Regions from separate parts of the Mus musculus genome. Here all the other regions are linked to region 5. The links are chromatin contacts, called in public Hi-C, HiCAR-type and promoter capture Hi-C maps. All regions are on one chromosome and are shown on one strand. The core of a region is the stretch at or near the end of the contact, and the rest is flanking DNA. Distances in the headings are between cores, read along the strand shown.

The links. Promoter capture Hi-C pulls out the DNA fragments that hold promoters and counts their contacts. A called contact is a pair of places that touch in the nucleus more often than the background predicts. HiCAR-type assays count read pairs that join an accessible place to other places.
Region 1: a contact with region 5 is called in a HiCAR-type map of astrocytes, with 4 times the contacts expected there. The contact joins the enhancer-like site here to the promoter of Prkci in region 5. A contact is called at or near these places in 10 of 39 promoter capture datasets (the 3T3-L1 cell line, 3T3-L1-derived adipocytes, the C10 cell line and 5 more) and 3 of 115 datasets of contacts at active chromatin or transcription factors (astrocytes, epiblast stem cells and pancreatic cancer cells).
Region 2: a promoter capture Hi-C map of hippocampal neurons shows a contact between it and region 5, with 2.7 times the contacts expected there. The contact joins the promoter of Usp13 here to the promoter of Prkci in region 5. A contact is called at or near these places in 1 of 39 promoter capture datasets (hippocampal neurons) and 1 of 115 datasets of contacts at active chromatin or transcription factors (astrocytes).
Region 3: a contact with region 5 is called in a promoter capture Hi-C map of pre-B cells, with 4 times the contacts expected there. The contact joins the promoter of Zfp639 here to the promoter of Prkci in region 5. A contact is called at or near these places in 8 of 39 promoter capture datasets (the 3T3-L1 cell line, 3T3-L1-derived adipocytes, the C10 cell line and 5 more), 3 of 484 Hi-C or Micro-C datasets (B cells, CD4 T cells and cardiomyocytes), 3 of 115 datasets of contacts at active chromatin or transcription factors (astrocytes, embryonic stem cells and stem cell-derived neural progenitor cells) and 3 of 9 other capture datasets (adipose tissue, embryonic stem cells and liver).
Region 4: a contact with region 5 is called in a Hi-C map of B cells, with 11 read pairs. The contact joins the promoter of Kcnmb3 here to the promoter of Prkci in region 5. A contact is called at or near these places in 1 of 39 promoter capture datasets (pre-B cells), 1 of 484 Hi-C or Micro-C datasets (B cells) and 1 of 115 datasets of contacts at active chromatin or transcription factors (astrocytes).

The regions. Positions count from the first base shown.
Region 1 is chr3:32,411,226-32,413,925 of GRCm38.p6, reverse strand. All of the region lies in intron 1 of Pik3ca (phosphatidylinositol-4,5-bisphosphate 3-kinase catalytic subunit alpha), which reads right to left. Among named protein-coding and RNA genes, the nearest start is that of Pik3ca, 16 kb to the right of the region's middle. Within about 2 kb of position 1,260, at least 9 of the 459 cell types and tissues checked have an H3K27ac peak or open chromatin away from gene starts, as enhancers often do.
Region 2 is chr3:32,816,293-32,818,992 of GRCm38.p6, reverse strand. It overlaps Usp13 (ubiquitin specific peptidase 13 (isopeptidase T-3)), which reads right to left and starts at 1,367. Exons shown (of 21, transcript NM_001013024.2): 1 at 1,121-1,367. The coding sequence starts at 1,282.
Region 3 is chr3:32,509,217-32,511,916 of GRCm38.p6, reverse strand. It overlaps Zfp639 (zinc finger protein 639), which reads right to left and starts at 1,325. Exons shown (of 7, transcript NM_144519.4): 1 at 1,185-1,325.
Region 4 is chr3:32,490,573-32,493,272 of GRCm38.p6, reverse strand. Kcnmb3 (potassium large conductance calcium-activated channel, subfamily M, beta member 3) reads left to right here and starts at 1,304. Exons shown (of 4, transcript NM_001195074.1): 1 at 1,304-1,365. The coding sequence starts at 1,304.
Region 5 is chr3:30,994,346-30,997,045 of GRCm38.p6, reverse strand. Prkci (protein kinase C, iota) reads right to left here and starts at 1,275. Exons shown (of 18, transcript NM_008857.3): 1 at 961-1,275. The coding sequence starts at 1,061.

The DNA.
Region 1 (2,700 bases), core at 11-2,510, 1.4 Mb before region 5:
AGGTAAAGCACCTGTCACAGAAACTTGATGACCCGTCCAATCCAGGATCCCAGGTAAAGATAGAAGGAGGACTGACTCCACAAAGCCGGCCTCTGACCACTCTACATATGCATCATGGTGCACCCATACACACAACAATAAACATTTCAAAGATTAAGAGAGAGTACGGGTTGGGTGTAGAGGCACACACTAATCTCAGCACTCAGGAGGGAGAGGCAGATCTATGAACTACATGCTGGAGGCCAGCCTGGTCTACATAACACATTCTAGGCCAGCCGCCAAGACTGAGTAGGAAGACCCTCTCTCCAGAGGGAAAAAACCTACCCAAACCAAACCATAAAAGAAACATTAGGAAACTCAAAACTAGGATCAGGATGCTCACATTAATATCCCTTAAATCCAGTGGCTACTAACAGTGGCCAGCTTGTCTCTCAAACACTTTTATGATTTTATTTTTTGTGAGCATGTCAGTGTGATGTGCATGTGTCCATCTGTGTGCATGTATACTTGTAGGTATGTTAAGCAGGCACATGTGGAAGCCAGAGGTTGGTCGGGGTTGTGCGTCTTCCTCAATCTCTCTTCACCTTATTTTAAGACAGGTCTCTGACTTGACCTGGAGGAGTTCACTAGGTGAAACTCAAGGACCTGCCTGGCTCCACCTTCCCAGCTGCAGGAGTACAGGCGCTCACTTGCATGGCTTTTATATGGGTCCCGGGACACCATCTATCCTCATGCTTGCAAGTGTGTTATGGATGGACTGGGTGTGTCCTTCCGCTTAATCCTGGGGAAGGTGAACAGGCATCTGCTTTTTAATGCATCTTTCTAGGCACTGGGGAACTCTGCTGGAAATCTTTTAAGATAAAACAATTTTCCAGTGTTTGGCTTATTTCAAATTATGTGCCCCTAACGTCTATTTTCTTGATTTTGATTCCAGAAATATTGGCAGAAAAAGTTGACAGCTGGGTATAAGGATATTAGAAGATGATTCCAATTATCCAAAATGTTTCTTTTAAAAGAACAGATGCTACTAAATGTTGCACTGCTAGCATTTGGTTTAAACCACAGCTACATGTCCTCTGGGCTCCTAGGCTCTCATTCCACAGCTGGCCTCTGATTTCTGTCAACGCCCTGGGAACAGAGTCTTCAGCCAGGCTACAAAACTAAGCTTCAGATGCCCACTTGAGATGAACACATACGAAGGCCTTGGCTTTAAGTGCCTCAGAATAAGGTCTTGTACATAAATTCGTCAGCTCAGATTAATCAAGTACTTTTGGACGTCCTGTGGTCACTGAGCTTCAGGTAGGCACGCCTGATGGGTGAGGGTGCTCAAGTATTTGCCTCTCTCCCTGACTTTCTTCTGTAAAACCTATCCTGATAGCTTGTGCATGAAATTCTGCCAGTTACCATACTGACAACTCTCAACGCTATGGGAACTTAAACAGGACAGGAAACAAAACCTGGGTGAGACAATCCAGAAACACAGTATAGAGCTATGGGGGCACTGATTATGAGATGAGAAATAAGAGGATTTTTAAGCAATACGCATATCTGGCAATCAGTTCAATCAACTGGATACTGCTACTGAGAAACAGTAATTTAGACAAGTTAGCACATTAGAACAGAAAAAGATCACGTGAGATGTGGAGACCCTGTAAGAACAAAACTAAAGTGTTACCCCAGCTCCTTTCTAGAGTATTCCCCACATATCCTAACATGCACATCAAAGTGGCTTGTGTCTGTCTGCGTGTAAAATCCACCCACGCACATTACAGAACTTCATTCACATCGAGGGCTAATTGAGTACACACAGGCATAAAGCCCTGTGTGCAACAGAAACAAAGCACAGCAGAGAAAAAAAAAAGTACAAACTGACGAAGATACACTGCCTAAATCTTCATACTCTCTAATATCTTTCTTTTTTCTAGCTGTACTCACATAGTACATACAACTGTGTACTTTAAATTTTTTCCTTAAATTACTGGAATTTCTTAATAAATAAATAAATACACATACACACACACACACACACATATATATATATAGAGAGAGACTGTGTGTATGAGTGCGTGCGTGCGTGCATGCATGCATTCAGACAGTGATAAAACTCAAACCCTGACTTTGCACAGTCTACCAGATAAAAGTTTATATAACTACTTATTTCTATAGGATATAGAACATAGTATACTTGTTAAATACTTAAGGTATTACAAATGACAATATACAGGTGCTGCAAGTGAAAATTACTGGGTTAAAACTGTTAATTAAAATAAAAAAATTTTTAAAAAACCTATTGATTTTAAAAGTCTAAAAATCGCCCACTTGTATTCCAACAGCAGAATTAGAGAGGCAGAAAGCTTCTCCCCAGCAAAAGCCTTAGAAACACACTGCTGTTGACTTCAAAGTAAAGACACTGACCACTGCCCCTGATGCTCACTTCCCCCTCCCTCTGGGGTTTAAACAAGTCTCCTGCGTGTGATGTGCGTAAGTAATGAAATGAGCTTTGTCTCCTGGGTCTGTTGTTCATCCACTTTCAGGACAGGGATTTTGTGTTTTTGAAAGGTTTGTATTTTAAACCATTGTCTCTTGAATTTCTGCAAAGTTATTGGTTATAGCTTTAATTTTTTTTTCCCATTTGGATGAGAAAGCAACGAGAAAAGAGAAAGTGTCAATGTTTAAGAGTCAAATATATGCCAGGTGTGG
Region 2 (2,700 bases), core at 118-2,617, 1.8 Mb before region 5:
CCAACCAACCCCAGACAAGAAAAGGAAAAAGAAACAAAAGAAAAGAAACTTCTGAGGTTTTGCCTCTCTTTTAGGGTCGAAGCCCCTAATAACTATATATGTTGTACAACCTCTGTGAAACCTGTCTCTCCCTCCAACCCATGCACCTCACGATGCCCCAAGATCTGCTGGGTGACATATGAGATCCAAAGTGGAAGGATAAAAATAACCTGGTCCTCAAAAAGGCAGATAGCCGCCAGACAGCTGAGTCACTTTGAAGCCCATTTTGACTACTGTAGGGGGCATTTCACCCTGCCTCTGCCTCGCAAGCTTCCACAACCTCACAACCCACCGGGTTGGAAACCTCCCCCAGCCTCCCTGGTGGAAGGCCAGGATGTCTCTTAACTTCCCCTCCTCCTGCGGGGTCACGAATCAGGAGTGAACTTTTAATAATTCACATAGCGCACGTCAGCCCAGTGACTCACTTAGAAGGGAAAGATTTGAGTAAGGCTTTAGGGAGCCATAATAAGCCAGCGGCAGACCCCTTATTTCTGCTGCCCTAATGGGACCACCGGACCTGACAATAGCCAGAAAGGAATGGGATGGGAAATGGAGAGAGAGGCGAGCTCAGAGTCCATCAGCATTGTCCCGCAGTGGGAAACCCTGGGCAAAAAAAAAAAAAAAAAAAAAAAAAAAAGGCTTCTAGGAGAGGGAGAGAAAGGAGAGAGAGAGAGAGAGAGAGAGAGAGAGAGAGAGAGAGAGAGAGAGAGAGAGAGACTGAGCGTGCCGCGGGCTAGGGGACTCTCACCTACCACGTCCCCACCCTCTGTCGCCCGCGAGAACAGCTCAGAACCCTGGACTAACTCTTGCTTGCCTTTCTCGATACTGGGGCTTTGGGCAGAATACTGACGACTGGGGCCCTGGCATCCTAGCCACAGGCTAGCGGAGCGAAGGGCCCAGGGAACCCAGTCTTCGTCCGCAGCAGCCTGGAGGCGCTCACTTGGTGCCAGGGAGCCAAAGCTGGAGGAGAGGCAGCAGGAGGAGGAAAAAGTCCCGGGCCCGCAGCTCATCGGGTCCCCTGCCCTGTGCGCCACCCCGTTTCCCAGGCTGGCTGCGCAACTGCGCCGTGGATCTTCCTTACCGGGGAGTCGTAGGAGAAGGCGCACTCGTTCTTGTAGACGCGGTCCCCCGACCTGGGCACGCGGATCGTGGGCATATGAGGCACCAGCAGCTCGCCCAGGTCCCCTGCAGCCATCTTCCCGCCGCCGCCCGGCACGCTGAACAGGGCGCCCCGGCGCTGCATGACCGCGGAGCGCAGCGGGCCTGGGGAGGAGCGCGGCGCAGCGGGAGAACAGGACCTGGACGCGGCGGTCGCGCGGGCTGAGGATCAGTTTAGGCTCGGGAGGCTCGGCCTCTGCCCCGGCCGGCCGGCGGGCGGGAGCTGCTATTTTTAATCCAATGGCGAGTCGCCGGCCCAGCTGCAGCGTCAGGCGGGGCGCGCGCCAGCCGCAGCGCCGGGGAGGGGGATGCCGCGAGGGCGGGGACGCAGGAGTGGGAACCAGGGAGGCCCCGGGTCCCCACGCACGCCTCCCGACCCGCCATGGCCCCTCGGGGATGTAATCCCCAACTGCCCAGGATCAGGTCCTGGGAAGCCCGCACAAAAAAGCGGTGCACAGCGCGACCTCCCCATAGATCGGAAAGGGGTGGGTGGGACTCAGGAGTCGCCTTCTCTTAGATTCTTACTTCTCACTTTTTTTAAACATGCAAAGCTCTGTAAAAGATACTAGACTCCATCGAGGCCTGGAGAAGGAAGAGGTATGTTTCCCTATATGTTGCAAGGGTAGACTGTAGGAATTCTACCCCCTCCCCCACACAACCAGATAAGGATGTCTATTTTTCTCCATCTTTACAATGCCGTCCTATGACTCAAGGCCCTTCTCGAACATTCGGTAGCCTGATTTGAGGATTCATGTTCTGCCCTTGCTTGTGGATTCTTCAAAATAAAATAATGGGGGGGGGGGCTTAATAATATGCAAATAGAGCGTGTTCGTGACGTATACTCTCATGTCTATCATCTTCTTAAAAAAAAAAAAGTAAATAAATAAATAACCCATGGAATGAGGAGGTGGAAACAGGTACAGGAGCTCAAAATTAGCCTTGGCTTAGCTACATGAGATGCTGTCTTTAAAATAAATAAGTAAATACCCACCCATCCTACATCGGCTATTCCACTGAGGTTCCCTAACTATGTGTATCCTACTACCAGGGCATAGCTCTTCGTGACAGCGAGAAGGTGCAGATCCAAAGCATTCTGTAAGTCTCTCCAGATAAGACTATCCTGAAAGTCGCTGGTGATGTCACTAAATGTCTCTGCCTCACATTGCTTCAGAGCAAAGAATTACACACATTACACTTGGCTTCCTCCCTATCTAGTAGGATCTCTGCCTGTTCACAAACTGGCTACAGAAAGAAAGTTGATTTAAAATGTTGAAAGCTTAATATCCAATCTCGAATTAAACAAAAAGTCAAATCGGTGAGATTTGTTTCTCATCTGGCAGCTGATAAAAGATCTATCAAATTAGTCCAGGCTTGAGAAACACCCTCAAACACATTGTTGGTGGGAACAAAAACTGCACATCTCTGAAAGGGTGTTTACTTTTATTTTTGTCACTTTGAATCCCAAGTTGATGTTGACTCCTGGTGATCCCCCTGCCCCAGTCC
Region 3 (2,700 bases), core at 76-2,575, 1.5 Mb before region 5:
GGCATACAACACTACTGGCTTGCTCTCCACTTTTTGAGATAACATTGAAGACAGAAAAAAAAATCCCATTTTAAAAAGGCCCAACTGCCCTCTTCCACATCAACAGCAGAGCTCAGTGGCTCACAGCTGACATCCCAGCACTCAGGAGGCTGAGGCAAGATTACACATAAAGTCTCTTGTGTCCTAAAAACAAAACAAACACATCACCCACACAGAGGCATCTTGGCACCTGGAACCTTCACAACACTTAATAGTGCTTCCCATAGACAAACCTTTTCAAAGGTTTCTCATGAAACCTCGGATGTCTTCACACAATGCCTAGACACTTTTTTTGTTTGTTTTTTTCGAGACAGAGTTTCTCTGTGTAGCCCAGCTGTCCTGGAACTCACTCTGTAGATCAGGCTGGCCTTGAACTCAGAAATCCGTCTGCCTCTGCCTCCCAAGTGCTGGGTTTAAAGGTGTGCGCCACCACTGCCCCGCACCAAGACATATTTTTAAAAGGCTGTTTTCGCGCGCATGTGTAGTCCGAGATGGTGTCTGATCTGGAGGCAATCATGAACCTACTCCAACTGGGTGTTCTCTCCAGCACCCAGCACCGAATTTTTTGAGACTGGGTCGTTGCGTTTTGAAGACGTTTATAACACTTTATTTTTTCACCTCCATTAAAACAAACAAACAAAAAATATTTCCAGGGCTCAGAAGGCGCTTACAGCTAAGCCAGACGACCTGGGTGTCTTCCCTGGAACCCGCAAGGTGGGAAGAACAGCCTCTTGGAAAGTTGTCCTCTGACCTCTACACTTGCGCCATGGCACACGTGCGCATGCATACACGCAATAAGCACGTACATTTTCAAACAGAAAGAGAATTTTCCCGTTCTAATTGAAGCCCGGCGTGGTGGCACACGCCTTTCCGGCTAGCCTAGGCTACACAAGTCCCTGTCACAGATTACAGGAATTCGAAGAGCGCTGGTCTGATTGGCCTCTCCTGGGAGCCTCTGTCCGTGAGGACTCAGGGCCGGGTCCCCGCTGGACTCCAGCGTCTCCCGCGGGAGCAGCCTCCTGCAGGCCGGCATAGGCCCCCCCGCCGCCGAGTCCACCCGAGCGGCCGACACGCACCGGGCCGGGCAGGCCCCGCTCGCCCCGCGGCCCTCGCTTGGCACGCAGGCCCCGGAGGCCGGCCCTCACCTCACGTAGCAGCGCAGCTCCGGCGAGACACGCCCGGATGATGGGACGGAGGGGGCTGCCGGGCCACCGCCCGCGCCCTGCCCAGCCGCCCGCGCCCTCCCCGGCCCTGCCCTTCCCTGCCCGCCAGGCCCAGCAGCACTCACCCCGTCACCCCGCGCATGCGCCACAGCGGGCCGCGAGAGTAAAGATGGGGGACGGGGGGCGGGAACCCTAAGGATGAGGGCGTGGCCTGAGCATGGAGGGGGCGTGGCTTCATGCTAAGGGCGGGGCCTAACAGCAGGACAAGGAGAGACTAGCAGTGCTGTCTAGCGTCCCCTACGGGCACATCCGGGCCGTGCCACCTTCCCCCCTGAGGTCAGCGCTGTCCCACTCATCGGTTTCCTGGAAGGCCGCAGTGATCGATCCTCAGGGTCTTCAGGATCATTAGTGTTTCACGCATGGTGGTTGTCCTCAAATCCCAACATCCGGGCTAGATAAGTCCAGGGCCGAGAAAAAACGCGATGTGACTCGAGATGGGTCCTCAGACCACACCCTGGGTTCTTGAAGTCTTGGGAGATTGGAGGTGGAGTTAGAGAAGGGAGAGCTGAAAAAATGGCTCCCCCCAGTTAAGAGAGTTTTATTTCTCTTCTAGAGAAAGCATGCACATGATAGTTCACAAACGCCTTTACTGTAACTCAACAGCAAGGGATGTGAAGCCTCCGCAGGCATACACACCTCCCCATCCCCCCACCTAAATACAAAAATAAATAAATCCTAAAAAGAAGACCTGATGGAGTGAACCGAGGTTATCACAAAGGATTGCATTCTGTCATTTAAATCCTTTTCGTACCTTGACCGTCAATAAGCAAAGGATTAAATTAGATGAGCATAAATAACTGTGAACATTGTTTTTGAATTATCCCTCGGGCTGACAGTAGATTTCGGTGGTTGTCTGTGCTTGGCAGGGTGAGTGCTGAGGTGTGAGCCCTCAGCGTTACAAGCAACAGTCCAGAGTGCGGCTGTGTGTTTTCTTTCTCGCTCCTCCTTCAGTGTTAAGAATGGAGTCCAGGGGCTGGAGAGATGGCTCAGCTGTTAAGAAAACTGGCTCTTCCACTAGGGGATTCAGGTTTTATTCCCAACACCCACAATGAGGTTCACGTCTGAGCTCACGTGTAAATCCAGTTCTAGGTCGCCTGAAGCCTTCTGGCTTCCATGGGCGCCAGGAACACAAGTGGTGCACAGACATACATTCAGGCAAAACACTCATACAGATAAAAATAAAATATATATATTTTAAAACATTTTTAAATATAATCCTAGCTCTCATCCACTGAGCTGCCCCACCCCAACCCCCTAATCTGGGTGAGAGTTAAAGAGGTTTCAGTACAATTTGTGAGTGTTTCTCGGTTTTGTAACTAAAGCCCTTAAGGTTCAACTAATTGTACGTGAATAGCTAAATCGAGTGGGGTAACTTATATCCAAAGTCACTTGCAAAGTCCCAGCCACGGTTCGTGTGTCTCACCAGCCCAGCGCCCTG
Region 4 (2,700 bases), core at 55-2,554, 1.5 Mb before region 5:
TGTAGCCTGTCTGGACGCAGCAGGCAAAACTAGGAAAGGGCAAACCGAAAGGTTCACACGTAGCCCCTCACTTCTGTCCTATTCTCCAACTGCCACACTCCCTATAGAAAGTCCGTAGGTTCCTCCCGTCCTTGCGAGCACCTCTTCCCCACAGGAGAGGGTTCACCCTTCGATGTTTTGAAAGAAGTAGTATCCATTTTCTGTTGAGGTCAGTCTGGACATTTGCTGCCTCCTGTGTCTTTAATCTGCTTCAGAAATCTAACAAATATACTGTGATAAATCAACATGACCCAAAACAACCTGGGGAGAAAGGGCTTATTTGTACTGTATACACTTGGACACCACAGTTCATCACCGAGGGAAGCCAGGGCAGGAACTCAAACAGGACAGGGACCTGGACACAGGAAGGGGCCTTGGCGGAGTGTGGCTTACTTGTTCGCCTCCATGGCTTAGCCGACCTGCTTTTTTTTTTAGCACCTAGTGCTACCTCCCTGAGCTCTGACCCTCTTGCCTTTGCCTTCTGAGTGGAAACTATTGTGCCAGCTGTAAATCTAATTTTAAAAATTAAACGAATTAATATTATGATTGCCAGGTGTGTGTGTGCATGACCTGTTTGTGCGCTTGTGTGGAATTCGAAGGACAGTTTGGTAGACTTGGCTCTTTCACCTTCCACCTTCACTGGTGTCTGGGCATGGAGCTCAGGTCACCAGGCTTGGCCAGATGACCTTTTACCCACTGAGTCACCTCACAGGTTTGTAAAGCTATTCTTTTATTCAGAACAATTTTATTCAGAAAAGGCTACTATATTAAGCCTGTACCCAAACATAATATTTTGAAAAAAGAAGGGAATGTGTCTGGGACAGAACATTTCCTCTTCTTACACGTTGTGTATTGGGTATGTCTGTCCCCAATTACAGAGTCCCTGGGGCCTCAGAACTTTCCACAGTCCTATTGGTCTCTATGACAATGCACCTGGTGAATTCAGAGGAAACACAGGTGTCAGGTGGAACAGGCGCCAGGCAATGCTGGGGGAGTGTTGTTGGCTACAGAACCACCTAGGTACTCCATGAGCAACTATACCTGAACGTTGCTTTGCAGCCAGGCTGCCTGAGTTCCCACCTCTCTAGGAAACTTCTAGAGGACCCCGCCAGCTCTGGATGCAGCAGGGGTCCTGGTGTCTGTGGCTAGGCAGGGAATTGGCAACTCCCTCTGGGACTCCACTTCCGATGATGCTTAAGCCTCCTGCGCTCTAAAAGGGCACAACTCAGGCGGGGAGCATCCGATCCAGACATCTCCTGGCCTCATGCAGCCCTTCAGCATCCCTGTCCAAATCACGCTACAGGGTGGCCGGAGGCGCCAAGGGAGGTAAGTTCCCCACCTGAATCTCCCATCAGTGTGCCTCCTGCTAATCAAGGCCAGTGTGGCTACAATGCGGCATGCTGAAAGCTGAGTTTGGTAGGTGCTTTGAGGAGGCCAGCTTGCAATGCCTCCCAGGTACCCCTACCACCCACCTCTACCCCACCCCCACCTTTGGTTGCTGTTTTGAGACAGGCTGTCATGTAGCCCAGGCTGGCCTCAAGTTCTCTATATTGTTAAGAATGATCCTCCTGCCTCCTGATCTCCAGTGCTGGGATTCCAGGTGTGGACCACTCTCTACCTGGGTACACAGGTGACACAGGTGGTGTGGGCTATGGATCCCAGCACTGAAAGCAGTGCTCAGCAATATATCTCTTGTACGAAAGAACAAAGAAATGACACCAGCCTTTGGTCTTGTTGGTGAAGCCTTAATGGTCCAGACCAAGATTCAGGTTCCAGCTCCCCACCGAGGCAGCTGCATGACTCTGGGTCTTTGCCCCTCATCTTATCTTGAAATAGAGATACTTGTCTTTGTGTGCTCTAGCACGGTGGTGCCTTCCTGGAACTCTCTAAACTAGACAGGCCTGCATATATTATGTACATTCTAGCTTTATTATTATTATTATTATTATTATTATTATTATTATTATTAAGACAGCATCTCACATAGCCTGGGCTGACTGCAAACATGCTCTGTACCTGATGCTGACTTTGAACTGCTCTTTCTGCCTCCACCTCTCAAGTGTAGAGATTACTGGTATTAACCACCCAACTATACTGAGTAAGTGGGAAGTGAAAAAGATTATTTTAGGACCCTTCTCCCCAAGGGTATGCAAAGCAGAAGAATTTTGAAGTTCAGAGGAGTGGGGCCTTGAACTCCTGTGTGAGAGTTGGGGCAGCAGGACAGTCAGAAATGGGCAGAGGAGAGCCATACCAGGCTTTTGAAATATGATATTAGAAATGTTCTGGTACATTCTTGGGAAGAGGACACCTTGAAGCCAAGCTCTCCCACTATAGAAAACTTGGGTGGCTCTTAGCAATATAAGCAGAACTGGGAGCTGGGTACTCATTAACCTCCAGCTTTAACTACTCTACTGGGTATTTGGTTTAGGGCATGAAGGAGAGGCATTGGATGGGTTGGGCGTGGGTTCCAGGCTGGTAGAAGGGTCAGACCACAAAGTAGAGAGGCTCGCCCAGCTATGAGCTAATGCCTTTATGAGCAGGCAATTACAGCAAGTCGCTTCGTGGCAGGAGACAGAATAGCAACCAAGCCAGCGAGTGAACGTGAAGATGCTCCTCATGACACAAGCAAGGTGGAAGACAGTCCAGTCTGCCCCCAACGCA
Region 5 (2,700 bases), core at 26-2,525:
TCAATGTCAGAGGCTGGAAGATAACACACAAATCTAAGGCCTTACATGTACACATTAAGACATGTGCAGCTTCAGTTCTCTTGAAAGGAAAACAAGAAAGAACCGGGAAGGTCTGCTATCTTCACTGATCCCCTCAGGAATGTGAAAGCACGCACAGCTCTTTTAACCTTGTAGCACTTGAAGCTTTTAAAAGCAATTTATTTCTGCCTAGACAAGCAGAGAGGTCTTCTGTTAATCCCTGCTCTCCAGTCTTTATGCTCACGCTGGCCTTTCACCTCAGCAGAGATCCTAAATTATCTCAAACCACACACTGAAGTCAAAGGAGAGGAAGAACTTTATGATAAGTCACGATAGAAAATGATTTGGGCTATGCTCAGAACTGGATTACTTTTGGCAGAGACATTAGTTTAAACGTTTGGTAATCAAGTGGGGTAAAGATCGTTTCTAGAATTTAAAGCCTTGGCTTCTCACCTTTCGATAGCTCACCCTAACTTCCAAAATGTGGGTCAGCACATTTGCACCTTAATTCTGACCACCCAGGATCCAGTGCACATCCTATTAAAAAGTATCGACTTTGGTACTAACTCTAACACCTATAGCGGCTCTCTGACCATAGTCCAGACTTATTTCATGAACTCTCCCACGGCGAAGGATAGATGTAAACCTGATTTATAAGACGGAGGCTTCAGGCCTGTCTGCAATGAAAGGAGCCACCTAACGAAGCAGTCCAGGCTTGCGTGCCCACAGTAGTGAGTGAACAGAGGCTTCCCTCGAAATCTTCAATCCACCCAGTCCCGAAACAGTTGCAAATTTCTCCGTCAGCTGATTTGTCCTCCCCTCCGGTTGCGCCCACTCTCCTCCGCCGACTCCTGGCGACCTACACTCATACGTCCAGGGTGCCACCAACCGCACCTCTCGCCGCCCCCACGATCGCTCGGGTCCCTGACCGCCAACACTCACCCGCGGTAGTAGGCTTTCACCCGGACCTGGTGGGAATGGTCCCCGCCGCCGCCGCACGCGACCGTGTGGGACATGGTGCTGCTGTCCCTCTGGGTCGGCATCTCCTCACTCCCCCGCCTCGCCGCAGGAGGCCGAGGGGGCCGGGGCAGCGCCGGGCGCCGCGAGGGTCTCGGCCTCCCGAGCCTGTCGGGAAGCCGTGGCCGCCCGCCTCGCCGACCAACACGCCTAGCCCGCGGCGCGGAGCGAGCAAGGGGTCGCTTCGCCGCCAAGCCCGAGCCCCAGCGCTCCTCCCTCCGCCCGGCACAACACGCCTCCCGCCGCGGCTCCTCCCACCACGCTCGCTCCCAAGGCCGCATTCCGCGGCAGGGCGGGCTCAGGAGTCGCGGAGCCCCGGCGCTCTCATCCTCACGGGGGGGAGAAGAGGCTAGCAGAGGGAACAGAACCCACCAGCCTACTAACAGACGCTCTGAAATGGGAATATACTTGGATATTAATATAAGTAATTGTAAACCACGCCTTTAAATGGAAGGATTTCTACAAAACAACCTACAGAGCACCCACGCTCAAGGTTGCTTCCCCTATTTCTTCTATTTAGTCTCGTCCCAGCTAGCCCGCCACGCTTCCGGAATGTATTTGCTGCGCGGGATTCTGGGATTTGGAGTCCCGGTGGGATTCTGGGACTTGTTCCTTAAGTGTAGAGTGCCGCGTTTTCGATCTTGTGCTTCCCGGGAGTTGTAGGCATGGAAGTCCTGAAAACCGCTTGAGTATCTGAGGGCACTGGAAAGATGGCTTCGTCAAGATGTAGAATCTCCTTCCAATTAAATTCTCCATGTCAATTTCATTGATCATTGAAATTAAACAGTTCCCTTTTGGGGGAACAAGATTTGATTACCTGCTCAGCAAATCCTTTTCGGGGAGAATTTAATAATGTAGGTAGCAAAAGCATTAGTGAATGCAACGAAAGAAGAAACTCAATTGGGAGATACCACAGGAGAGAGACTTCTTCAAGGCCCTCAACCCGTGAATATTGCCATTCTATAGAAGAAAGTGCCCAGTGAATACTTAACTAGTGTGTCAGTTCATTAGCATTTATTTTACTTACACTAGTCTGGTCGAGAATTAGAAAAAAAAATCTGTCCGTGTAACTTACTTTCGGACTTCCTCAGATCTTGCCTGTATCACTTACTCTACCCTTAAGGTAGCTTGAATCTAGCCACCAGGTCAGCTCAGATAGCAACATGTGCAAATTGTTGAAATAAGCAAAGATATGGCTTTCTTTTTGTTATTGTTTGTTTGTTTTTGGTTGGTAAGAGGTTTTCTCTCTGTAGCTGTCCTTGAACTCATTCTGTCAGGCTAGACTCAAACTCAGAGATTCGCCTGCTAGTGCCTCCTGGGTCCTATTAAGGGCATGTGTCACCACTACCCAGCAGCTTTCTTTATAATCATACATTAGATTTGGTTGCTTGCTTTATCAGAGCTACTATGTGTGACACTTAGCTTGGTACTAGCTTCATCCAACGTCCACAAATTTGGAGTATATGAAAATTTCCACTAAATAACTTTTTTTTTTTTAACAATTAGAGGCTGCATCATCACGTTAAATATGGATTGATTGCTGATGGTCATTTTTTTTAATTATTATTTTATGTATGAGCACCACACACCGCCTGGTTCCTGCAGAGGTCAGAAAGGGGTGCCAGATACACTGGAACTGGAGTTTCAGATAGTTGTGCTGGGAAT